Regions from separate parts of the Mus musculus genome. Here regions 2 and 3 are each linked to region 1. The links are chromatin contacts, called in public promoter capture Hi-C maps. All regions are on one chromosome and are shown on one strand. The core of a region is the stretch at or near the end of the contact, and the rest is flanking DNA. Distances in the headings are between cores, read along the strand shown. Region 1 holds the start of Prmt9 (protein arginine methyltransferase 9). Region 2 holds the start of Anapc10 (anaphase promoting complex subunit 10). Region 3 holds the start of Otud4 (OTU domain containing 4).

What was found. Capture Hi-C pulls out chosen DNA fragments and counts their contacts.
Region 2: a promoter capture Hi-C map of liver shows a contact between it and region 1, with 4 times the contacts expected there. The contact joins the promoter of Anapc10 here to the promoter of Prmt9 in region 1. A contact is called at or near these places in 1 of 39 promoter capture datasets (liver), 1 of 484 Hi-C or Micro-C datasets (B cells), 1 of 115 datasets of contacts at active chromatin or transcription factors (astrocytes) and 2 of 9 other capture datasets (adipose tissue and liver).
Region 3: a promoter capture Hi-C map of adipose tissue shows a contact between it and region 1, with 3 times the contacts expected there. The contact joins the promoter of Otud4 here to the promoter of Prmt9 in region 1. A contact is called at or near these places in 1 of 39 promoter capture datasets (liver), 2 of 115 datasets of contacts at active chromatin or transcription factors (forebrain and large pre-B cells) and 3 of 9 other capture datasets (adipose tissue, liver and pancreatic islet).

Annotation. Positions count from the first base shown.
Region 1 is chr8:77,547,948-77,550,775 of GRCm38.p6, forward strand. Prmt9 (protein arginine methyltransferase 9) reads left to right here and starts at 1,450. Exons shown (of 12, transcript NM_001081240.3): 1 at 1,450-1,789. The coding sequence starts at 1,601.
Region 2 is chr8:79,710,271-79,713,098 of GRCm38.p6, forward strand. It overlaps Anapc10 (anaphase promoting complex subunit 10), which reads left to right and starts at 1,493. Exons shown (of 5, transcript NM_001357234.1): 1 at 1,493-1,574. Abce1 (ATP-binding cassette, sub-family E (OABP), member 1) reads right to left here and starts at 1,470. Exons shown (of 18, transcript NM_015751.2): 1 at 1,273-1,470.
Region 3 is chr8:79,638,297-79,641,124 of GRCm38.p6, forward strand. Otud4 (OTU domain containing 4) reads left to right here and starts at 1,380. Exons shown (of 21, transcript NM_001256033.1): 1 at 1,380-1,768. The coding sequence starts at 1,610. Gm51579 reads right to left here and starts at 1,609. Exons shown (of 1, transcript XM_030243905.1): 1 at 1-1,609. The coding sequence starts at 1,566. The coding sequence ends at 1,057.

The DNA of each region.
Region 1 (2,828 bases), core at 200-2,699:
AGGGAAAGGTGTTTACCCACAGTAGGTAAGTTTTTCTACCCCAATTAAAGCAATCAAGATAATCACCCACAGCTATGACCAAAGGTTGGACTCTGGGTGAGTCTAGATTCTGTAACATTGCAAACCAAAGTCTCTGTCAAGGACTGGGCTGTGTCTCTCTACCCAGCCTCAGTCTATCACCTCTAAATTATACAGGATGCAAATAACATTATACATCTTTGGTTAAATGTTTACGGGAGTAATAACATTTTTTAAGGTTTAGATAATTTCTAAATGTTTCTAGATAATGCCAATTAATTACATTAACTATGTATATATAAGTAAAATGCTTTTCTAGATTATTACATTGTATAGTTAGAGCACCCTTATGAATTAAGCCAGGAAGAGAGCTTTATTAGGTCTGTCTGAATGTCTCAAGGGAGGGATGCTAGACTGGAACGAGAAAACCCTTCCCACAAGCCAATTAGTCTTTATGTTCTACTCAGTTCCATTAGGTATAGAGGCCTGCCTCTGTATTTCCATCTCACTAAATACTGTATAGTTAAATCCTACATTGCTTAATACACAAAGCATCAAACAAGGACGATATGAATAGCTAGGAAAATACATAGGCAAAATTAAAGAGCAGGAGAAACACTTTTCATCAAGTGCAAGATATATTAAAATTGTCGTTCTGTACATATTCAAATAATTGTGATTAGTTCCTGTCTTCGAAGACCTTTCTTAGGTACATAGGTATCTGCTTACAAGAGTGGATCAGACAATAAGATACTAGAGAAAGCAAAAAGACACATAAAGGATGGACTTGGGAGAACTGGAGAATTTTAGCTTAATATCCAAAATGGTGTATCCTCCATTTCACATTGTTAACCACTGTATGCACCGCTAATCTCTTCAAAATGGGAACAAAAAATAGCTTTCGCTATAATTTCTATACATTGCTTTAAAAGTTTGGATTTATATCTTAGAGGCCACACTTGACATCAGTCTTCTTTGTTAATGTGCATGTCATCAGGAAATTCAGACTCGGCCGTACCCATCCCACTGTTCAACCTTGAAGCAGTTCTCCGTGATGGCCTTTTCCTTTTTTTTTTAGAGTGTGATCCCAAGTTCCACCTCACTGAGTTTTGTGAGAATACTTAATACTAGGAGAGTACACAGTGATTAATTTAAGGAGCTTTTATTTCGTTTTGCAGTAGTGAGTCTGGTGCGATGAGATTCAGAAGGCCTGGAGCTTCGCACAAGCAGGACTAGAGCAGGGTTTGGAATTCGCAGCCGCACTCTCCAGGAGGCAGAGAGAGGGTGGAAACCTTTGGTTGCAGTCTGCCAAAAAACCCCATTCCAGAAAATGACTTTACAGCCTAGTACTCCAAGACCATAGTGGGCCGCGGGGCGCTCCCTGGTGTGACGTCATCACAGCGCTTCGCCGCAGGATGCGCGCGCAGCCCTGTCCGCCGCTGGGAAGGCGGGGCTTCCTGCTGTGTGCACCCAGTGCCTCTGTGCGTCCAGTTGCTGCGACCGGCCCAGGGAAGCGCGCCGTGGAGACTCTTTTCCCGGACGAGGCCATCCTCCTTCGTGGGCTTCCGAGCGAGACTTATCCATGCCGAACTCGAGGCCCAGGCCCCGCCGGGGCGCCGGGGGTGGCGCAGGTGCGGCCGGCCGGGACCGGCTGGTGGCACGGTCCTTGCAGAGTGCTGAGCACTGTCTAGGTGACCAGGACTTCGGCACTGCTTATGCCCATTACCTTCTGGTGCTCAGCCTGGCGCCAGAGCTAAAAGACGACGTGAAGGTGAGGCCTTATTTTTTTCAGTGGCTAGCAAATCCTGTGATCTGAGCAGGAACAACAGGGTATGGTGTGTGTGTGTGTGTGTGTGTGTGTGTGTAACAGAGACGAGAGACAGGGAGAGACAGAGACACCGAGACATACAGAGACAGAGACGGACTCTCCAAGCATCGAATTACTATAGCCTACAGCCCATCTCAATACAGCCAGGTTTTAGTAACAAAAGTCAAAAGTTGTCACACATCTGTTTCAAAATTTCTGCCTCACTTAAGATTCCAAAGGCCTTTTAAATGGGATAGGACTGGGTAGTTCTTTTTCCCCTCCAGTATCTAATTTAAATTAGCCCTGCCTTGTAGGCGTTGCATTATCTTGTGTAGAAAGAATGCTGTGTATCCTGAGGTTGGATAAAGTGTTCAGTCATAAGGAACTTTTAATATTTGTTGATTCGTCTTACTTGCATCAGTTAACCGGTTGAACTACTGTATTTTTTTTTTTTAATGTTAGAATCTCAATTTCAAAAAGTAACTTAATTGCATATACAGTTTTAAGCTGTGGACAGTCTTGCTTTGTTTAGTCCAGAGTTTCTCAACCTGACACTGGTGACATTTTGCACCAGACAGTCCTGTGTCTTCCTTCCTGTTTCACAGCACGGTTTGTCCTCTGCCCACTAGATGTCAGTAGCATTAGGCTTTTGTAGTCCAAAGAAATTTCAGGACCTGTTGGTTTACTTGGAAATATGCTAGTATGTTGGGTCGTTTGTTCCTCTGTGTAGAAAGTAGTAGAATAGTGTGTGTTCCTCTGTGTAGACAGTAGTAGAATAGTGTGTGTTCCTCTATGCAGACAGCAGTAGAATAGTGTGTGTTCCTCTGTGTAGACAGCAGTAGAATAGTGTGTGTTCCTCTGTGTAGACAGCAGTAGAATAGTGTGTGTTCCTCTATGCAGACAGCAGTAGAATAGTGTGTGTTCCTCTATGCAGACAGCAGTAGAATAGTGTGTGTTCCTCTGTGTAGACAGCAGTAGAATAGTGTGTGTTCCTCTATGCAGA
Region 2 (2,828 bases), core at 243-2,742, 2.2 Mb after region 1:
GGTTACATAGGTAAACATAATTTGTGCAACCTCCCGATTTCCAAGAATTATGGAAATGGAGTTAGTTCCCTTCTTTCCAATAGAAAGACACCTGAAGAGGAATTATTACAGGAAAAACTTTTAGGAATACAAAAAGATCTGAAAACACTTAGAATGTTTTTCTGAAACATATTTTTGTCTTTGTTGTTTCATTTATAGAGGTGAGCTAAGCAGTGCTATGAAAAGATAAAACCTTAAATACATTTTGGTTCAAAAATATTTAAGCTTTTTGATTATAGTGAATACATTATCAACTGACAGACACAGGGTGACTACTTTCAGCATACAGGACCATAGGCTACAATACAAATGTTACTCTAACTCCGTAGTTTGTAGTCCCTTGGAAGAAAGGGCAAAGCAATAAAAGCTTTTTGACAGCTATTCCTTAGTTACCATTTTTACCATCAAAATAGAGAAAATACTTATGTAGCTCTTGAGGTTCAGAAATTCACCTTTGACCATCATTTATTTGCAACACATACTAAATACCTACAATGTATTAAGCCTAGAAAGGATATTTAAAGGCATTTTGAAGACAGCATCCCTGATGTCAAGAAGCCGAAGAGGTAATAAACAAGAGATTAAGTCACTAATGGGAAGAGGACAGGGTGCTACAAAGTGCTTCTCGGAAGTCCTAAAGACAGGCACTCAACTCGGAAACTCACTTGGTCTACTAACCGCAGTCCCAACTGAGAACACGTCGCTCTATGAGAAAGATAGAACGTTTGCCTATCATTTCCATAAAGTCTGGGACTGGACTAGGAGCACTGGACTTCATGGCGGCAAGATGCTATGAGTCAGTCCACAATTATTAAAAAAAAAAAAAAAGGATTACTTCTTACAACCAAATGCCAACATAGCCGTCTGACTGTGAGGGGAAGCTTGGGGGATCTGCTGGGTGCGGAGCGTCCTCCACAGAAGGGTTAGCTTGAGGGTGGGAGCGGGGGTGGGGGGAAGGGGCAGTGGAGGGTGGCGAGCAGAGGCTATGGCATCTGCGACCGTTCTCGTGGCAGCGGGCCGTGTCTGGAATACAGACGCCCTGAGGCCGGGATGGCCGAACGGACGCGCGCGGAACGCTCCGGCGTCCCAGATGTGCAGCTGGAGCCGGTTGCCACGCGCTACGGTCTCCGCTACTGAGGCCTAACTTACAGGCGTTCCGACTGTGTCCCTAAGAGTCTTCCCAAGGTGGCAGCCGGCCGCCTAACACCAAACCTCTCCCGCGAATTCTCGTACCTGGAGACAGCGGGCCCCTTACAGCGGGGCGTGCAGTAGCCAAAGCAGCGCTAGCCGTCAGGTCTTAGCACACAGCGTGTTCTTACCGCCACCGGCAAAGATGGCGGTGCACAGCCGCCGCCTCGCGCAAGGCATGAGGGCATAGTGCGCGTGCGCGACAGAGCGCAGAGTCGGCGCCCTGGAGGGAGTGATGACGTTGGTGACGTCATTGCGCCGCGACGCCAATGAACTGAGGGAGCCTAGAATCGTCGAGCCGCAGTGGGAGTGGCGGGGGCCTGAGAACCGGAATTGTGGCGAATCAGGTGTGTAAGACAGCGGCTCTCCCTCGGTTTAGAGAACTGTGTGCTAGCGGGCGCAGGTAGAGCCCTTCTCCCTAGTCTCGGCGGCGTTAGGCTTGCTGTCTCCTCAGGCTTTGTGGGCCTTGCTAATCCGGTAAGACGGAGGTGGTAGGCAGGATCCCAAGTCTAATTCTCAGCTCCTTCAGTATTACTGTTTAAGGCCAGGAACCCATTTCTTCCCTAGCGTTTTGTCTCATCTACTTGGCTGTTCTTTGAATTTTGTTCCCGTGTCGAGATGGGCCGCCCCTCTCCCCCTACATCTCCAATGGCATGGTATTCATGTTTTAACGGAATGTATGTCTCTGTGATTATGTAAATTATAAATTATTATTGTTTGTGCGGTGGTTATAAGGATAGTTTGGAATCCAAAGGGACGTGTCAAGGTGGTGGTCTATAGTTATGTTAGCCTTGTAGCAGAACTTTATGGAATTTATTATAAGTATAATTTACAATAGTGTAAAGTAGCCATAAAAGTCACCGAAACAATTTAACATGGTTTTCACTCTCCAAGAAGTTTTTTTTTCATACTTTTCATAGATTTACTAGGATTAACAAAAGGTAAGGAGGATGAAGGAAATATGAGTGATTATTTTGCCATTGAAATTTTACTTTATTTTTTTTTTTTGATATATTTCTGTAGACAGAGTATTGATAGCTTATTTCTTTGCCGTCAGTGAAATTAGCCAGTTTAAGCCAGATTAGAGTATATTAAATGCAGGTTTATTGGGAAGCTGATCTTAGATGGGCGAGTTCACTAGCCCCAAGGACGAAGGCCAGGGAAATCTCCATGGGGAAGCGGGGGGGGGGGGGGGGGGTAGGAAAGAGAGAAGGGGTTGAGTGCACGCAGAGAAAGAAGTGGAAAACAGGAAGAGAGACCAAAACGTCTGGTTTATATAGGGAGAAACCTCTGGGGGAAGGGCAGCCCAGCCCTTGGGCTGGAAAGTTCAAGGTTCCAGGCAGGATATCCAGATAGGGACTGAGGGATGCTGGGAGAACCTGGAAGCCAGGTCCTGCTTTGGTATTTAAAATATGCATCTCATTCCCTGGTCCCGGGTCTGAAACCAAACAGGTATCTCTGTGTAGTCCTGGAGCTCACTGTGGTCGACCAGGTTGACCTGGAACTCAGATTCTTGTGCTTCTGCAGCCTTTGCCTCCCTGAGTACTAGGATTACAGATATGTGCCACAACGCTGGGCACTGAAATTCTGTTTTTATATTT
Region 3 (2,828 bases), core at 130-2,629, 2.1 Mb after region 1:
AAAAAACAAAACCCTGGATTTCTCAAAGTGTTTCCCCTGTACAAGTAAACATTTTAAATTTGGGTCAAGGATTTTTAAAAAAAAAATTATTTAGCTTGCGATATATTTTCTAAAAATAGCACATTTATAGGAATATTTAAATATTAATAGCTTACATTTTAAGTAACGTGTTGCAATCCTACCACCTGGCATGTCTTGGCACCATTCCCAAGAATGCCTACACCTTTAAACCTAAGGTAATTTACCACTTTTCTTTTTCCAACACAACGTCAAGACCGAAGTTCTAATAAATTTAAATGATACGAGATGCTATTGTATGCTAGTAAAATAAAATTCTGACGTCCCAAGAGGTTAAGTTCCGGATTCGCAAACCCAATTGGACTGCTCAGGTCGGATTCCCCGTAGCGTTATCACCGAATTAAAAAAAAAAAAAAAAAAAAAAAAAAGAAGTAATTTCTTCTAACAGGGACAGCTCTTTGTGTGGCAGAGCGCAGCTGCTGTGACAGAATGAGCAGGCATGCCCTTGGCAAAGCCAGATCTTGTCAGAGTGTGAGCTGTCCCAATTTCAATCAACTGTCAACGCTTCATTGAGGGTCAAAATGGCTTAGGCTGGCGGCTCCAAGGGCCTCGGGTGAGGTGCCCGGTTTTCTGCTCTAAGCGTTTAGCCACCCCTAAGAAAACGCTAGGAGGGGAGGCCCTGAGTGGGGTGCGGACAGGTGCGTCCTCTGGAACTACACAAAGGGCCGGCGGCACCGCCACTGAGCCCCTAGCAACTGCACGCAAGCTGCGCTCGCGCGCTTTCCGCCGCCCCACGGCGCTCAGGGCGGGAGGCTCGCCGGGAGGGCGGGGCAGCGCGCGCAGGTCAGCGGCGTAAGCGACAGACACCCTCGGGCCTGCTCGCGGACGCGGCCTGGGAAGCGCGAAGGCAGTTCTAGGTTCGGCACCGCTAGCATTGTAGGGATTTGTAGTCCGCGAGCCCGTGGGGCACCTCCCCTCCGGGTAGGCCGACCCAGGCGTCCCCGCCCTCTGCACGAGGACTTCCTGCCGCGGCTTAAACTACAACTCCCGTCGTCCGCTGCGCCGAGGGCTGAAAGCGAAAACAAATTCTAGGCTGCGAGGTTGCTGCCCTCCGCCCGGCGCCCCTTCCCGCTCCCCGCCCCTCAGGCGCCCTCCGGCGAGGTGGGGAGACGAGCGGCCGTGGCTTTCTCTCCGCGTTTCCTCGGTTCTCGGCGTGGGGTGCGTGCGGGAGACGCAGGCCTCGCTTAATCTCAGCCGGGCGCGCCGCCGGGGCTTTTCTCGCCTCACACCGGTCGAGACCCGGAAACTTGTGGGGGCGGCGACCCCCGGGCTGCCCGCGGGCGCGTGTCCCTCCGCGGAGGCGGCCGCGTGCGGATGGCCATGCACTAGGCTGGGCTCACCTATGCTCCGGGAGAGCGCCGGCCACCGCCTCGGGCCGCTGCCGCCACCGCCTCTTCCTGCCGCCGCTCGCCGTGTCCGCGTCGGAGCCGGAGCCCGAGCCGCAGCCTGCCCCAGGCCCGGGCGTCGAGCAGCCGGCGGCGCGGCCATGTGGGGCTAGTTCGCCCCGCGCACGCTGCAGCGGACCGGCAACATGGAGGCAGCCGTCGGCGCGCCCGACGGCGTGGACCAGGGCGGCGTGGGGCCGCTGGAGGATGAGACGCCCATGGACGCCTATCTGCGCAAACTGGGCTTGTATCGGAAATTGGTCGCCAAGGACGGGTCGTGCTTGTTCCGGGCTGTGGCCGAGCAGGTAAAGGACCCGGGCCGGAGCCGGGCGGGCGCGGGGCTGGGTGCGACATGCCGCCCGCAGCTGCCTGGCCGCCCACGGCGGGGCTGCGCGTGGCTCGCTGTCGTCACAGCGGCCCATTGTAACGCCGGCACGGGACCGAGTGAGGACATCTCGGGCGGCCTGCTCGCAGCCTGACCGCCAGGGACCCAGCGACATGCTGTTTTTGAGTTGTGTTCCGCGTTCACCTGCGCTCAGTTTTTAGCAGCCGAGTGTTCCCACTAGTTAACCTCATGTTTACTGGAGGAGGTGCGGCACTCAGTGTGACTGCTTCACATTTTTTTTTTCCTGTTGCTGGACTTTGGAATGCGGGGTAGTCGGTCTCACCGGTGTCACTCGAAACAGGCGGCCAACTTTGCTGTTTAAGGAAAGCAGTCTTCCTGTATAGGGTCTTCCCAGTGACTTAATCTTGAGTAGGTCCCATACTATACTATGTTGGAATCAGGCAAGAATTTACTCTTCTAAAGGCCTTTAAGTAATAGGATGGATTTTCAGTATAGGCACATGTCGGGTTTTTTTTTTTGTTTCCGTTTTTTGTTTTGTTTTCCTTATTGGTCAAAAATTATTCCCAGTACAGATCGAACATTTTACCAAAGAGAAGTGAGTTAGAACTCAGGAGTGGGACGAGTTCCAGGGAAGAATACTCAAGGCTTTTCTTTTTTGAGAGCGAGCCCTTTTCCCCATGTTATGTAATCAGATGTAGGTGTGGGGTCACCAAAACCCATCCTATATTTGAAGACTAGCTGCTAAAGTAGTTGGATTAAAAAAGTTTCACATTACTGCTCCAGTTTGTATTTCATACCATTTACAGTTTGCTTTCCTTTGGCTTAATCTGGAGTTTTTATGGTTTTGTCCCCTCCCGCCCGCCCCCTTTTGTGAGCTAACTAGCTTTTAAGATTTCTGTTTTAGAATCACCAGGCTATGTATTTTTCAGAGTATGTAAATATGGAACACTTTGCACTTATGACAGGTATGTCCATTGAAACATTCTTTGATGCTTCCCAAACCATCCTACCATTTGATA